2 separate regions of the Gossypium arboreum genome follow, and region 1 is linked to region 2. A link is a contact called in public Hi-C data. All regions are on one chromosome and are shown on one strand. The core of a region is the stretch at or near the end of the contact, and the rest is flanking DNA. Distances in the headings are between cores, read along the strand shown.

What was found. Hi-C and Micro-C count contacts between places; a contact is called where the count stands out from the background.
Region 1: a contact with region 2 is called in a Hi-C map of leaf, with 4 times the contacts expected there. The contact joins the promoter of LOC108474189 here to the promoter of LOC108470783 in region 2. A contact is called at or near these places in 2 of 5 Hi-C or Micro-C datasets (both in leaf).

What each region holds. Positions count from the first base shown.
Region 1 is chr11:96,325,502-96,328,484 of ASM2569848v2, reverse strand. LOC108474189 reads left to right here and starts at 1,661. Exons shown (of 4, transcript XM_017776116.2): 1 at 1,661-2,225; 2 at 2,358-2,413; 3 at 2,503-2,983. The coding sequence starts at 2,557.
Region 2 is chr11:95,904,265-95,907,148 of ASM2569848v2, reverse strand. It overlaps LOC108470783 (probable ADP-ribosylation factor GTPase-activating protein AGD14), which reads right to left and starts at 1,520. Exons shown (of 12, transcript XM_053021757.1): 1 at 1,123-1,520; 2 at 111-172. The coding sequence starts at 130. It overlaps LOC108470883, which reads left to right and starts at 1,645. Exons shown (of 3, transcript XM_017772387.2): 1 at 1,645-2,014. The coding sequence starts at 1,763.

The sequences.
Region 1 (2,983 bases), core at 412-2,911, 420 kb before region 2:
TCTTTAAAATGTAAAATTATTATTTTGACCCTTTAAAAAAATTAAATTTTATATTAATAAAGAGAAAATTATACTTTGCTCACTCTAAAATTATAAAATTTAATTTAATTATTTAAAATTATAAAAATATAAACTATTAAAAATTAAAATTTCGTTTCGTTCCTTTTAAAAAAATTATAGCTTATTCCCAGATTTCGTAGCTATAAATCAACTTTTTTGTTTATAGTAAATCATTTTAAAACCCATGGAAAAAATAGCTAATTACCATCATCCGCCTTAAGCCATTTATCACTTTGATTAAAACCCATTATTTAAGCTAAATGTGTGTACATATATGATGGATTATTTAATTTCTTACAGAAATATCATGGCCTCTGTTTTTGATAATTGAATGAAAAGGCTTGTATATCTTCTATAGCTGTCCCAGTTTTCTTTATTGCTTTCACTCATCGACTTGACAAATCGATTTGGGACTGTAAATCTCCATTTTTGCAAGCAGCCCATTCTATCTTAAGATCTCCCCATTGTTTTGGCCCTTTCTCACTCTTCTCCATGTAATCATTTCATTTTCATATATATATATATATAATGTTAGCAATCCAAAAAAAAAAAAAAAAGATAAATGTACTCTGTTTTTGACATTACAAACTTCTTGAGCAGAAACTGAAGCATAGTAGCATAGAAACAGAGCTGAAACGATGAGAAAAACTGGGACGAAAATGGGTTCAGCTTAAACCCAAACAGAGCGATTCATGGATAAAGTTAAAGCATCAGAAGATAGTGGTTCATGTGCAGCATTTGGAGTGCCAATAAAACCTTGAAAAGGGTTGTAACTAGAAGGAAAGACCAATTTCACAAGAAGCATCTCTCTATCAGTGATAAGATTACAGGAACAAGAGATGCGGAGGTTCCAGATATGGCAGCTCAAGCCTAGAGGAGAAAAATCATGTGGATCTGGCTTTACAATTCTTTCTGCTTATGTTAAGACTTCCTTATTCAAAACTGTACATGGATCATTAGTTTTAGCTAATGTTAATAGAGAATGAACCTCAGGAAACTTACCCTTTAGCTATAAATGTGAACTAAAACATTTTCCAGGTTGTGTTTCATCTTCACTAATGGATGAGAAAACACTCATTTGCCATCTCAGAAAATAAAAAATAAACATCAAATAATAATAAAATTAATTAAAAAATAGATTTACTTTTTCCCCAAGTCCAACCATATTTAAAAAAGGTAAATCCGAACTCAACCTAATCAATCCATATTTAATTTTCTTAGATTAATTTTTGTTTAAAATAAATTTTAAAAAATATAATACATTAAATACACTAAAACGTTAAAATAAAAGTTTTTTAACACATTAAAAAGTATTAATATTAAAAAATTATCATAAATATAATAAATGTTCTATTATATTAAAAATACAAATAAATATAATAAATATTTTATTGTATTAAATATAATTTTAAAATTTATATTTTAAGTTGAATTATTTAATTGAATAAATTATTATATTAAATATATAAAATTATTATTTAATTTAATATATTCAAATCGAATAAGACTAAATTCAGGAAAAAATCTTTTATACGGCTCAAGTCATATTGAAAATACATTTTTAATTTTAATCAAACTCATTTTTCGAGTTGTATATTTTATCAAAACTTTGTCAGTTTTCGAACAAATCTTTCCACCAAGAGGAATAATCTGACTCATAAGCAGGTGTAATATATTTTAAATTAAAAATTAAGGTTCCTGCAGCTTAGGGTTGAATCATCGGAAATTGGAAAGATTGATTGAGCGAGGTTGTGATGTAGAGGGTGGATCTCTCGCTAAAACGCCTTGTGATCTCCCCAAAAAATTTGGCGAGAAAAACCCAAATAAAAAAAATGGCATCTATGTCCTTTTAGGACAGCTGTCAAACAAATACAGGATTCTTTTTATATATATTGGCATAGATTAATAGAAACATTCTTCTCTTTCTTTTTCAATCATTCTCTTGTTTTATGCCACCCATGTCTCCTTCGGCTTTTAATGCAATACAGAAACTATTTCTACTTCATAGCTCTTTTGCTAATCCCAAAATGTAGGCAAAAAGAACACAGGATTTCATTTGCTTCCTCTTTTATTAATGATCTCTTTGTATTTAACCCATTTTAAAATATCCCATTCTGCTTCAATTTTCAACCTTCAGAAGCCTTGGGGTTTCTGAATTTTCCCAGGTATTATTGGCTGTTTGATCCTTTCTTCCAAATTTATAATTTGAGGATTTTGAGCTTTTCTTAGAATTCCTTCTTTTATTTTAATTTAATTAGCAATTCACCACTCAAAAACTCCCCATTGTTGCCTTTCAGGTATTGGGTTGATCTTCTATTGCTTGGTCTCTCTTTCATTTAATTGTACCCCTAAGGTGAGTTTACAGTTAAATTTTCTGATGAATTTATTTGCTTTGCATACATTTTGTTGTTTTGTTTCTAATTTTAACTTATTTTTAAACAGATTGGAAATTGAGAATAAATAGGTTTTTACATAGAGAGAGAGAGAGAGAGAGAGATGGCGCGTGGAAAATTGGAATTTGGAGTTAGAGTTTGGAAATTTATGGTGGTATCAGTTAAAACAAGTTATAGATTGGTTTGGAATCATCCAATATTTGTTGGTTTGGTTGGTTTTATTATATATTTGTATAGATCTTTTCCTTTCATGTTTTCAGTTTTGGTGACTGCATCTCCTGTTTTGGTTTGCACTGCTGTTTTGCTTGGTCTTCTTTTGAGTTTTGGGTCACCAAACATACCCGAAATAGATGAAAAGGAAAAAGAAAAAGAAGAGAAAATTAGTCATAAAGTTTCACCATTGAAAACTGGAGCCACAGAAGGAAATTATGTAGTTGAGAGAGATGTTGATCATGGTGATTTTGTTGTAGAAAGACATGTAGGTAAGAGGAGGGGTATAGTAGAGAATGCTTATGGGAAAGTTAGTTTGG
Region 2 (2,884 bases), core at 271-2,770:
TATACAACTGATAAAGTTACATACTACCAAATACGTAAAGCTTCACAAAAGTGACTATTATTTATATGGGAAAATTGTGGATGCTTGAGAAACTAAAAGAAAATACTCACTGGATCCCACTGCAAGCCATGCAAACGAAAGTCCAAAAGTTTGTGCAAACATACTGAGGACCCTGAAATGATAGAACCAAAAATTAATATCAGATAAATGGAGGACATTAAAATGGAAAAAAAATAAAAAAAGTTCAACACTGGATGCTCGAATAAAGTTAATTTAATCCATTCAAGTAATCCTGAAGAACCGGGTTAGCCTGATTTGAGCAGGAAAAAAAGGGTAAAAACTTGGAAGTTGAAATCTGTTAGTCTAAGTTAATTATAAAATGAAACGAAAAAGCAAATTTCAACACTCTTTTTAAAACATCTTATTTACCATCTTGACATTCATTACTAATAGTTGCGTTGTATTCATGAAATTCGAGAAACTCATTTTAAGAAACATTTTCTATAACCTCAAATCCACCTTCGTTTTTTTTCTTTTTTTCCTTTTTTTTTTTACACTTTCCCAGACTCCAAACAGAACTTGACTCACAACAATCAGCTAAAGTCATTTCTTACAAAATTAACCCCCCCCCCAAAAAAAAAAAAACACATTTCTAAAACCATTTACATAACCAGAAATCTCTATCCATTCTGCTTAACTCATCAACTAAAAACTAACTCTTCCAAGAGACTTTAAGTAACAAAAAAGAACAAATTTCAGAACCCATCTCTTTTTTTCATTTTTCCCAGGCTTTGCCAGCATCCCTAGCACACCTTAACTATGAAACCTCCCCCCGACCCCACCTCACCACCTCATAAAATAAAATTTAAAAGAAAAGCTTGAAAAAAATTACCACGCCGTTACAGTTAATGCAACGACGATTAGGAGGCAGCTTCATGAGACCTCTTATTATCTTTTCGTTTCTTTCTTCTTCTTTTCTACTTCCCATTTCTCAATATAAGAAAATAATGATCTTCCAAAATTTAAAAAAAAAACCTCAAACAAACCCTAAAAAGCTTCAAAAAAACAATAATAAAAACCCAGCATGAATATTTTTTTGGTCGAAACCAAGGTAACCATCACCGATATCACCGGTAACAGTGACTATTCCCCTTGCTCTTCTAAGAGATATACGGCTGAACATAAAATATGCAGCATCCCCGATACTTTATTTTGCAGCATGCATCGGGGGAAACTGGAAATTTTAGAGGTTTGATTTTTGGGGGAATTTTTATTGTTTTTCCAAAAGAAAAAGGAAATGTTGATTGTTTTATACTCAGTTGTCTGTGATTGGGACAAGAACGCTCCGTGCCTTTCATTTTTTTTTTAATCAAAAATATTATTAAAAATATGAAAATTTTAAATTTAAATAATTTTATAACACATATTGGATGGAATGGATATATTGCTCCTTCCACCAGATACAGGTGGAAGAAGAAATTTTATATTGGAAATATATTTCAAAAAATTTAGTCAGAGGATGTGGTGAAGATTTATTTATGTATTTAAATATAATTTTGAATAACTTTTTTAATATAGTTATTATCAATCAATTAAGCAACGGTCGCTAGGATCGGCTTAACAAACAATCATCCAACGGCCGAAATAAAACCTCAGCTTTTCTCTTTTATCTGTCTGTCTGTCACCCACCCTATTCTGCCCTCTTCCTACATCTCCCTCTCTCTTTGTACCTCTTCGCATTCTCAAGATAGTTTCTTCTCCCATGGCTACTCTCATTAAGACGCTGCCGTTTAAGTCCCCTCCTCCTCTAACTCCACCTGCTACAACCTTTTCTTTAAACTCTTCGAAGCCCTTCCATGTCTGCTTCAAACAAAGACTTCCTCCTTCAAGCCGTCCCCTCCGCTTCAGCTTCACTCCCTCTCTTCGCTTCCTCAACTTGGTTCCTTTTGCTTCCACTGGAGGTGAAACTGACACTATTCATACCCAACAACAAGTTCAAGAACCCCAAATTGAGGTAACTTACAATGGCTCCCATTTTTTTCTGGGTGTGAATTTCTTGGCCTAGTTTATACGTTTATGTTATATTTCTTGAAAAATTGATAATATCATGTATGGATATTTGAACTTAACGTTGAAGCTTGCTAGAAATGAGCAAAAAGATGGTAACTTGCTAATGTATATAATTTAGCTGTATCGAGGAATTTTCTTATCGAAAATCTTCAGTTCTTTGTAGCTTTATCGATTGGATATGCTTCACCAACTATAGACAGCCACTTTTCCTACATTTAGTAGTTATCATGAGCATTGTTAAGTTGTCCTACGTTTATTGTCCCACACCATGTTCAAATAGATATAAGACATAGTTTATCGAATGTTGGGGCAATCAACATTTTTTTTTCTTTTTGTGGCTACTCGACACGGTATTGGCTAATGTCGTTCACTTTAGCATTTTCCGATTACCATTTACTAAATAGTTTAATGCACGGAAGCTTTTTGATATTTCTTGGCTATCATAGCTTTTCTATGATTAGGATTTAGGAGTGTTTAGAGGGATTTTTAATGGAATCCAATCAAATTATTTTAAAATTCACATGAAGGAGCAAATGAGCAATTTGTGTGGATTGAAAGGAATCAGTGAAACCTAGCAATGAACTAGGAGATTGTTCTCTTTTAGGCCATGGGGGTGAGGTCAAGCTGAAACTGATGAAGATTTGGTTGAAGGGAATCAGGACTTGAGTTTTAAGTGCATTGGTCTTTGTAACAATTATTGTGTAGTTTCTAGGCTTCTAGGCATGTTATATCCTGAATTTACAGTGGCCAACTTTATACTTGGTTCAATGCTATTCATCTTGAAAGTGAAACGTGGTGTGATAGAAATTTATAG